Regions from separate parts of the Sus scrofa genome. Here region 1 is linked to region 2. The links are chromatin contacts, called in public Hi-C maps. All regions are on one chromosome and are shown on one strand. The core of a region is the stretch at or near the end of the contact, and the rest is flanking DNA. Distances in the headings are between cores, read along the strand shown. Region 1 overlaps SERTAD2 (SERTA domain-containing protein 2). Region 2 has its middle 43 kb from the start of SERTAD2.

The links. A called contact is a pair of places that touch in the nucleus more often than the background predicts.
Region 1: a contact with region 2 is called in a Hi-C map of liver, with 4 times the contacts expected there. A contact is called at or near these places in 2 of 47 Hi-C or Micro-C datasets (embryonic fibroblasts and liver) and 2 of 2 datasets of targeted methods (alveolar macrophages and skeletal muscle).

Annotation. Positions count from the first base shown.
Region 1 is chr3:77,296,161-77,301,820 of Sscrofa11.1, reverse strand. The region is part of intron 1 of SERTAD2 (SERTA domain-containing protein 2); the gene reads right to left. Among named protein-coding and RNA genes, the nearest start is that of SERTAD2, 110 kb to the right of the region's middle.
Region 2 is chr3:77,147,395-77,152,470 of Sscrofa11.1, reverse strand. No RefSeq gene overlaps it. Among named protein-coding and RNA genes, the nearest start is that of SERTAD2, 43 kb to the left of the region's middle.

The DNA.
Region 1 (5,660 bases), core at 2,686-5,185, 150 kb before region 2:
CAAGTGGGAACTCCTCTCAAGCTTTGAATGAGCATATCACATCTAACCACGAGGGGGCGCAGCAGAGCAACAGGCACCCCTGAAGTCTGATTATTCACTGCAATTTCTCCCCACAGATCACTCAAAGTATGCACATTTCCAAGATTGTTCCCAAACTCAGGTCTCCGTAGGACACTGTGAAGCAGGTCAAGAGCCCTGCCCTGATAAAACTGAATTATATTATGGTTCAAAATCTGGAAATACTGTATGTAGAAAAGGTTTTCTGCACAAAAGTAACACTGATGTTTCAAAAGCCACGATTAAAATCCCTGGAGGATTCCTGAAGTGAGGACACACAACAACAAACATACAACCCGATTCATCAAACGTGGACTGGGAGAATCCAGCAGTTCAGAATTTGCAGTGAGGGTCCTATAGGGACCTTCCAACCACACATTGAGTTTGAAGGTTAGCAGTAGAAATTTTACTAGGATAGAAAAGCCTTCAATAATCCTATTGCTTTTTAATAACAGGAAATTACCTCCACACGAGCAGAAATGCTTTCAGGCAGTTATATGGGAAAACTTCATAAAGGATATTGGGGAGGAGCCATTTAATCGTAAAATGTAACCCAGACAGATAATGAAGCAAGCTGACTGCGTAACTTGCTGGAATCCTTTTCTATTCAAATCACAAGTTGCTGTTCTATGATACTGTATGTTCGATAATAATGGCTGTAAGAGATGAACTATTACCATCAATCTTTCCATATGAAACTTGGTAAACATGAACTATTATGTTATTTTTATAAGTAATATACGACTGTAGTCATTAAAACTATGATGCTACTCCATACTAATTTGGTGTCAGGAACACATCTTTAGCATGCTGAATTGAAAGCCTCAAATCATTAAGGGACGGAATTCTTAGATTTGAATTGCTTTCCCTTAAGGTTATATGCCCATAAAGGCCAGCCAGCCTCACCCTACCCCCATTCCCGTGCATAATGAAAATATTTTTTTCTCATGTACTTGTAATTGCTTGGATGGGATTCTGGTTTCAACCCTCTTGTACCATCTTTTCCCCAAAGATATCTTGTTTTTCCCCTCACACTAGAGACCCTTAATAAACAACATGGGGGGGGGCTTAGGGCAGAAACCAAATGCTTTGCCAAAAAAGCATGTGACAGTTAAAAAAAAATTCTTTTAAAAGAGGGCCCTCAGATAGATAAAACATACTAAAACAGGTAAACATAATTTGTTAGGACAAACTTGGAAAAATAAAATTGCATCTTAGTTAAAAGATTACCTTCTAGGTTTTGTTAGCCTGCTTTTGCCTCTGAGTAAAACTAACAAAAGCTAAGTATGCCACATCAGGAAGTGTTTTTATGGAAGTGTTTCTTAGGTTATTATTAGTTTTTAATCTTCTTTGCTTTCAAATTGGGAATGCTTTATTACTGGGAAACATCATTTAAAAGACATGCTTTATATTCCTCACAAATACAGGGTATATTTCACTTTTCATCTTCCATATACAATCTAAAGAGGAAAACCAGAGAAACGTTATTTACTTATATACTCACTGAATAAAACAAAACAGACTGTATGGTCTAAATAGATTCTTTAAAAGAAAATTATCACATTTCTAAATATGACACATGAGTATAAACATTTGTTATAAGATAAAAGAAATATACTTGAGTCATGTAAAAGGGAGGCAATAACTATTCTACTATGTAAATGCATGTCCCATGTAAGCAACATACATATTCAGAATGTTTACTTGAGTTAATTCTAAGAATTAGGCAGGATCCTGATAAGGTTTTACAAAGATAATTTAAGCTTTATATCATATACTTGAACAATTCACGAAGTAGAAAAAAGAGATGAGGATACAAATTAAACTTGAGGGCAGTGAATGATACTTTGTAAATATGGCAGCCATTTTTTAAAAAGATCTTTATTTTTTCTATTATAGTTGATTTACAATGTGTTCTGTCGCTTTCTGCTATACGGCAAAGTGACCCAGTTTTACATATATATAAAACCTTATATACAGACTTTATATATACTTTTAATGAATATATATATTCATTCTTTTTCTCCCATTATCCTCCATCATGTTCCAACACAAGTGACTAGATATATAGTTCCCTGTGCTATATGGCAGGAGCTCAGTGGCCATTCATTTTAAAAAATAACTACTTTGGGGCTATTTTGAGATAAAATGTATGTCTTCACAAGGACCTCTGGGTATTGATAATTAATGAGTCAACAGAACTTTACCCATTTAGTCAAAAACAATAAAAGTAATCAGGAGTTCCCGTTGTGGCGCAGTGGTTAACGAATCCGACTAGGAACCATGAGGTTGCGGGTTCGGTCCCTGCCCTTGCTCAGTGGGTTAAGGATCCGGCGTTGCCGTGAGCTGTGGTGTAGGTTGCAGACGCAGCTCGGATCCCGCATTGCTGTGGCTCTGGCGTAGGCCGGTGGCTACAGCTCCGATTGGACCCCTAGCCTGGGAACCTCCATATGCTGCGGGAGCGGCCCAAGAAATAGCAACAACAACAACAACAACAACAAATAAATAAATGAATAAATAAAAAAAATAAAAAAAAGTAATCAGAGTACCACACTGACTGTAATAAATATTTATTTTTTTAAGGAAACTACCTTTCCGTATTTCAGTGATCTTCAGGGACCTTTAAGGAAACCCTGCATCTCCTCTACCCCGCTGCCACCCTGGAACATTCCATTCATCCTATCTTTAGGGGCTTCAGAAGCAAGACAGCAGGTGCCACTAGAAGAATCCACATTTTGACTTTTTTCACCAACTACCGTTAGATCGCTAACAACCATCATCAGGTAAAATCTCTTTTATTTTGTATTTCTGGACATTATACAAATATTTTTAAAAGCAGTCTGTTTAAAAAACTGTTCAGGAAAGACTATTGATTGCAATGGTGGTGACACGCAGAGAGGCGGTGGCAAAAATTTCTTCATCAGCTACAGACTAAGGTGCTCAAATTCCTCTGCCAGATCAGTTTGCTATGACAGCAGGGAAAACACAGACGTATACATGTACATGGAAGTTCCCTCCTTTAAAAAGGAAAGAAATCTGAAAAGCAAATCTGTATCATGTATTATTGTAAAATGGGATAAACCACCAAGGGAGGATCAGATTAAAACAGTTGCCAACTCGTTATCTCATTGGTGTGGCTAGAATTTTATGCAAACCTGTTCTGGTGTAGAGATGACCTTGGGACTTTCAGATTCTCTGAGTTTAACTCAACACTTCTAATCCCCAGGGTGGGGTACTCCAGCAGGCCTGCTTGAAGCCCAGAAGCCGAGGCTGGCGTGGAATGATAAGCAGTCGGCCAGGAGAGCAGAGCAAGGGGCTAAAGGTTGATCTGCAGCAAGTAACGCTTTGTTATTTAATTTTCTGACCATGGCCTGATCAAGGAAAACTTTTTACTTTGGTTCAACAGGTTCACACAGACCACTATAAACATGAGAGAGTGAGTGTGAGTGTGTGTGTGCTGAAGAGCCAGAATCCCTATCCCTTCACTATTCTACATGAAACTCCTTAGAAGCACAAAAACGCCTGGTTTACTAGCATCTTCTTTTTGGTTAACTGCCTGTGAAGGTTTTTAGAGGGAAAAAAGCTTAGAATGAGGTAACAACTCTGCAAAGCTACAGGTTTCTGCAAAGGGACAAAAAGATAGTAGTGCAGACGTGAATTAGTTCTAAGAACTGAGGTTTGCTGCTCCCTGGAGTTACTAGAGAAACAAAGCTGCCTTTGGGCACCTAAAACTAGTCAGACCTGCTATAGCAGTTGCACAGTCAGCTCCAGATCTGCCCTCCACTCTCCTCCCCCCTACCCCGGCCCCCACCCCACGCATCCGCATTGCTCACTCCACTCAGCCCCGGCTCTGCCCTGACGTCCCCTGTCCAGGGGCCAGGCCAGCTCCGGACACGCGGCATGCAAGTGTGAGGAGGAGGCCAGACGAGAGAGCAGATGCCGACTCCATTCTGAACTGAAAGCTGCAGCGGGTGCAGAATACAGCTTCTGTGCTCCCGGCTTGCTAAGATAGATACATCAAATTGTGGGGTTTGCTTCAGTGCATCCTGGCAGGGATTCCCAATTAAGTTCAGAGAAGGGACGGGAGAGCTTGAGAGGAGACGAACGAGGCTTTCCAGCTTTAGGAGTCCTCGGACCACAAAGAGAGCAGAATTTCCACAAGGGAGTTTTCACTGAAGGTGGGGCTTGTTTAAATGATAAGTATCTGTTTTGTCCCAAGAGGAATCATCTGTGAGCAAAGATATTGCCATGTTTTGCTTTTGAAAATTTTACCTGTATTTCAAAGAAAATTTTTAGACAGTCAAGCATGTCTGTCTCATGATCTTTAAGGAAAAAAACAAAACAAAACAAAAAAACAAGGCATCTATTTATTACCCAGAATAGGACTGTCGTCTTATTGGCCTGACATATGCCATTCACAGATTCATACAAAGAATGAACTGCCACAAAGTGCTCATGGAAAAAGACACTGCTCCACACAATGAGTGATGGGCGCTCCGGGGGACAGCACTGTTCACAGGGTTGCCCAGCATCTGCACAGAGGGCAGAAGTTTGCCTTTAATACCAACTGCACTGGCCACTGGGAGACAATAATTTTTTTTAAAAGACATGCCAACTTTGGCTGGTTGCTGGTTCCCTCAAGAACATTAAAACTAAAGGAAATATCCACACACTTCTTAAGCAGGAGTCCTCGCTTGTGGATTTCTGTCAATTGTTTAAGGAATCATTAATAACAGTCGGTAGGAAATATATGATCTGTGCATATGCCGTGACCACGGCATTTTCAGATGTTCATGTTATGCTGACCAGCATTGATTTATGCAAAGACCCACGAAGGTGGGTGTTACCCTTGTTTTGAGGCCATTTTTACTTAAAACTGGAGCTTGCCCTCTGGTGCCTGGAGCATACACCTGATCTCTGCACTCAGTAATCAGAGATCTCCCTCTTTCCTCCACCCCCTCCTTTGTCAAGAAACTACAGCAACTACAGCTATCTTCTATAAGATATGCTGTTACAGTAAATATGAAAGTTTTAAAAAATTCTACAAGTGAAAAAAAAAAATTCTACAAGTGAACTGAAGTTCATACTTCTAAGTACCGTATCTACCCATACATATTTTTACTTATGTTGTTAACACTGACAATGTTTTTTTATATATAAACAAAATAAAAATTAAAGCTTCATGGTTTTATACTGGTGTTCTTTAACAAGAATCCATAGCAAAAGAGGCCTCTAACAGTTTCTGCTATAGCTTTTGTCTTTCTTAATAGCTAAAGTGTAAAATATTTTGATCAAGGGCAAACTCTTGAGTATAATTTACTACTGCTATGTAAAGGTAGTATGCTTTTGATTTTTTACTTTTTTCTGTCAATTTAATTTTTGACAGAAAAAACAATCTTTAAGTATTTGTATATAGGTATATATGTATCTATCCTCAACCTCCCCTTATACTTTTAAAATCTGTATTGTGTGTGTGCACCTTTCTAAGTAGCGTTGTGACTTTTTTTCTGCCATTGGAGCACTGTTTAAAATAGCATATGCCAAAACTTATCAGCTGCTACACAAATTTGAGGATTTTTAAATATCAAAATAGGGAGTTCTCT
Region 2 (5,076 bases), core at 1,886-4,385:
AAAACAAAAATCATTTATGACTGTAGATTTTTAAGCAGAAGATTCCAAGCAGGGCCAGCTTATCTGAGCAGGGGTGACAGACACTGGAGCAGATCCACTAGGGCTTAAGAGTACAAATTTGGAGCCAGAGAGAAGGTTAGCGGAGGAGGACGAGGGCAGGGGCAACCACTAGAATGGAATTGAGGGCTCCTTCCCAGCACAAGTCAACTGGAGCAGCTGAAGACACATGCCCTATGGGACAGCCAGTAACCAGGGAGACCACTTCAGTTTCCAAGGAAGTCTAAGAGGCGGTGATGCAAAAGTTAAGCTTATTTTGTATAACAGCTGATGAGCCTCCTGATGGAAAAGCAAGACTTACAAGCACGTCCAACACAGAAGCATGATAGCAAAGGATGCTAGCAAAGATTGAGATCTGGGTTCAAATACTGGCTTGGCCTCTCACTGAGTATGTGACCTTGGCCAAGACACTTGAGCTCCCTGTTACTATCATCTTTAAGAGGGGAAAATAATAGTATTTAGCCAAGGAGGTAGCTGTGAGCATGATGTGAAATAAAGAACATATAAAGTGAGTTCGCATTGTGGCTCAGCAGCTGAAGAACCTGACATAGAGTCTGTGAGGATGTGGGTTCAATCCCTGGCAAGCTCTGGCATAGGTCACAGATGCAGCTCGGATCCGGTTCTGTTTTGGCTGTGGCATAGACAGGCAGCTGCAACTCTGATATGACCCCTCAGCCATGAACTTCCATATACTGCAGGTGCAGTCTTAAAGAAAGAAAAAAAAATGTGAAGTGCTCAGCATCTTGCCTGGCATATCATGAGCACTAAATTTATTGTTGTTATTGCCAAGCAATGATGTCTATGATAGATTATTAAGTGAATAAATAAAACACATGTAAGGCACAATCCCATCTATGTAAAAAGAACAGCTATATTTCCCTCTGGGTGTGTTTATAAACATATGATGCCAGTCAAGGATCAAACTGTTTTTTGGGTTTTTTTTTGTTGTTTTGTTTTGTTTTGTTTTTGTCTTTTTGCCATTTCTTGGGCTGCGCCCGTGGCACATAGAAGTTCCAAGGCTAGGGGTCTAATCAGAGCTGTAGCTGCCAGCCTATGCCAGAGCAAAAGCAATGTGGGATCCGAGCCACATCTGTGACCTACACCACATCTCACGGCAACGTGGGATCATTAACCCACTGAGCGAGGCCAGGGATGGAACCCGCAACCTCATTGTTCCTAGTCGGATTCATTAACCACTGCGCCACGACGGGAACTCCAGGAAGGATCAAACTGTTAACAGTGGTTAATTCTGGGGAGTCGAATGGGTAAGTGGGTAAAAGGGGACTTTGCCATTTCATTCAAGCATCTGAACCATGTGGATATTTTATGGGGCAGGGGGGCTGCGTGTGAGGAAGGTAAGGAAGGTGGAGGTGAAAGGCACCCTTCTGTCTTAAAGGGCTATGATCTGCTTTGCCAAGGTCTCAGTACTTATTTACTTGCCCAAGAACCTCCTGTGTGTCCTTGGGTAACACGGAAGCTTCTCACTGTGCATGATACTGTTTTCAAGGCACACGCTGCTTGCCTGCCAGCTTCCTTTGTTCAGTGGCCCTCCATTCCCCATATCCAAGGCCACCTTCCTGAACTGGCCCCAGCCAGGGCCTAGCATGGTTCAGGCCCTGCACCAATCTAGAACGCACCTGGGAAAATGTGAAGAACTGGGGACAAACTCTTTGGTACTTAGCATTGGTACCAATGCACCATTGCTGCATGGAGCAGAATTTCCTGATTCAGACTGCTGGGTGTTACAGAGCCCATTTTCTCCTTCTTCCTCTGGGTAACTGAGTACCCCTGTAGTAGGCTAAGTAATCTGCCCACCTCCGTATACCAGGTCCTCATCCCTGGAACCTCTAAATGTTATCTTATTTGAAAAAACGATCTCGCAGATGTAATTAAGGATCTTGATTACCTGGATGGGCCCTAAAAATGCAATCATGCATATGTTTCTGAGATAGGGAATGGTTTCACCCAGGCAGAAGAGAAGGGGCTGTGACCATGGAGGCAAGGATGGACTGACACGGCCACAAACCATGGAATGCCGGCAGCCATCAGGAACTGAAAGAGGCAGTGAAGGGATTCTCCTCTAAAGCTTCTGCAGGGAGTGCAGTCTCAACAACACCTTGATTTTGGCCAGTGATTCTGATTTCAGACTTCTGGCCCCCAGAACAGCAAGAGGATAAATTTCTCTTGTTTGAAGTCGACACATTTGTTACATAGCTGTAGGAAACTAACCCTCCCACCTAACTTCTAGCTGGACACACATTCGTATTAGATGGAGGCTACATTTCCCAGTTTCTCTGACAACTGGGACTGATAGCCATATGATGAGGTTGACCTAATGGGTAGAAGTGATGCGTGCAACTTCTGCCTCTTGCATTTCAAGCCCTCCCTGTTCTCTTTCATCCCTCCTGCAGGCCAGACTCCAACATGGTGCTGGTCAGCCAGCTGCAGCAAGAGGAGAGAACAGCTGCAGCAACAACCTCAGACACAGCAAAGGGAGCTGTGAGTAGAGGATGCATTCCTGGGTTCCTAGACCACCTCATGGAACTGTGGGGCCCTTCCTGTTTTGCAGTGTTGCATGAGAGGGGAATAAAATTCTGTATCATGGAAGCCATGTTATGTTAGAGCTCTTTGTCACAGCAGCTATACCCAACTATACCCTGAATAAAACCCTGGGCTTCTGTCTTGTTCTGATAACCTCAGCCTCTATCCACCCATAAATCCTCCCTAAAGCCTATGCCCAGGTGCTGGCCCCTGCTGACCTACTTCCCTAGATTTCTGAATATCATCATCTCCGGGATTATCAATTGTCATACTTTGCCTGTCTGTTGTGACACCTCCACTGTTGTGCATGGAGCTGCCCCTTTCAAACATCTTGCTGGCACTATACCCTCCAGGTGCTAAGTTCTCCCTCACTGATCCTTTGGCTGGCTGTGTCTCCCTGGCTTCTCTCCACTGCAGGAGGAAAATTTGCTTCTAAGTCTTGACTCCTCTTGTCTTTCCTGTCCTATAGCAATGAACAAAGCCACGCCTGGCTATGTCCTAAGATATGTGGGGAAAGGGTTGCCAGGCTCCTGACAGGAAACACACAATATGAGCACTAAGTGTCCCTTAAGTGACACTTCCCTAAATAGCCCTGAAGCTGACTGGAGTGTTTGCAGTGTCAAAGCAGCAAATGACACGAGTTCCCTGATGGTTTTGTGGTTAGGATTTGGCACTGCCAGTGCTATATCCTGGGGTTCAATCTCTGACCTGAAAACTGTGATTCCACATCAAGCTGCTGCACGATGCCATCAAAACAAAACACAAAACAAAACAAAACAGCGATGACTACATGGGGCATCTGGTAATAGAGATATAGTTCACTGTTGATGACTTACACTTATGTTTGTTTTCCTTTACACGACTTTCCGGTGGATAATGTCCCATCAGATACCGAGGTTGGCCTGAGAATGTGTACTGCTTCAGGAACACAAATTTCAAATTTGGAATGTTCATGGGTCTGACTTCAGGTAAAGAATCACCTGGGCTCCTGGTGAGAAATATATTTGATTTCCTCTGTGCTGTGAATCAGGGAGCTACTATTTACTTATGCAGAATATTAAGATAAAGTCATTAAAGCCCCATTCCCAGTAATTGTGTCAGAAATTGCATTCCCTGGCCTAGCAATTAGTTTTATACAAAGCATGAAGATATTTGAGTTAATAATGTTGAGTTTTATGATCTAATCAATATTTTGGTTGCTACGGCTGCTTTGTTTCTGTAAATTTTGGATACATGCTTGTGGGGTATACAAATACTTAGCTAGCCATTGAAGCATCAGTTAATGAAATCATTTCCTCTGTTCTTTCATGTAAGGTACTGTGTTAGCAGTGTACTAGTAAGAGGTGTTTAGGTTAGCTATTATAAATTGGGAAACTAAATTGCTGCTGTGTGGTGTGATTTATTATTTTGTCCATTTGCATATCCACACTGCAAATATTTCTTTTAGATGCATCTCCTTCAAATAGATCTTGAACAGCCTAGTCACTTGCTTCAAACTATTTTGACCTGATTTAAACTTTACAGCCAGGCAGCTCTGACCATCTTAAGATTTGTAATATTTTATGTGTGTGTGGTGTGTATGTGTATGTTTGTTAATATCACAGATATAGTAGGAGTCACAACCAGGACTGATTACTAAGCCCTTCCTTTTAGAATGTGATAACTTTATTTTTTAAATTTTTATTATTATTGCTTTTTTAGGGCTGCCCCTGCAGCATGTGGAGGTTCCCAGGCTAGGGGTCTAATCGGAGCTATAGCCACCCGCCTACGCCAGAGCCACAGCAACGCCAGATCCAAGCCATGTCTGCGATCTACACCACAGCTCACAGCAACGCCGGATCCCCAACCCACTGAGCCAGGCCAGGGATCGAACCCGAAACCTCATGGTTCCTAGTTGGATTCGTTTGTCAACCACTGCACCATGACGGGAACTCCAGAATGTGCTAACTTTAAAAAAAGAAAAACCCACATACGTTTTTCTAATGTGTGATTGCTTGGTTCTGGCATTTGTAAAACAATCAATATGACAAGCAGAAAGTTTCAATGGTCTTTACTTTTTTAAAAGGGATTTGTTTTTGTTTTTGTTTTTTTTTAGATCATCAGGGCCAATGAATATGAACTGGGTATTAAGTTATATTAAGAAAATATTTTAGGAGTTGCTGTGGCTCTGGTGTAGGCCAGCAGCTCCAGCTCCAGTTAGACCCCTAGCCTGGGAACCTCCATATGCCATGGGAGCGGCCCAAGAAATGGCAAAAAAACGACAAAAAAAAAAAAAAAAAAAAAAAAGGAAAATATTTTAAATTTGTTAGGCGTGATAATGACACTTTATGTAAGAAAATCTCCCCCCTTTTTTGGAGATGCACACTTTAGTAGAACTTAAGGATAGAATAGCATGGCATCTGGAATTTCCTTTAGAATACCACAGCAAAAACAAAAACAAAAACAAAAAACAAACAAACAAAAAATAACCACAGCAAA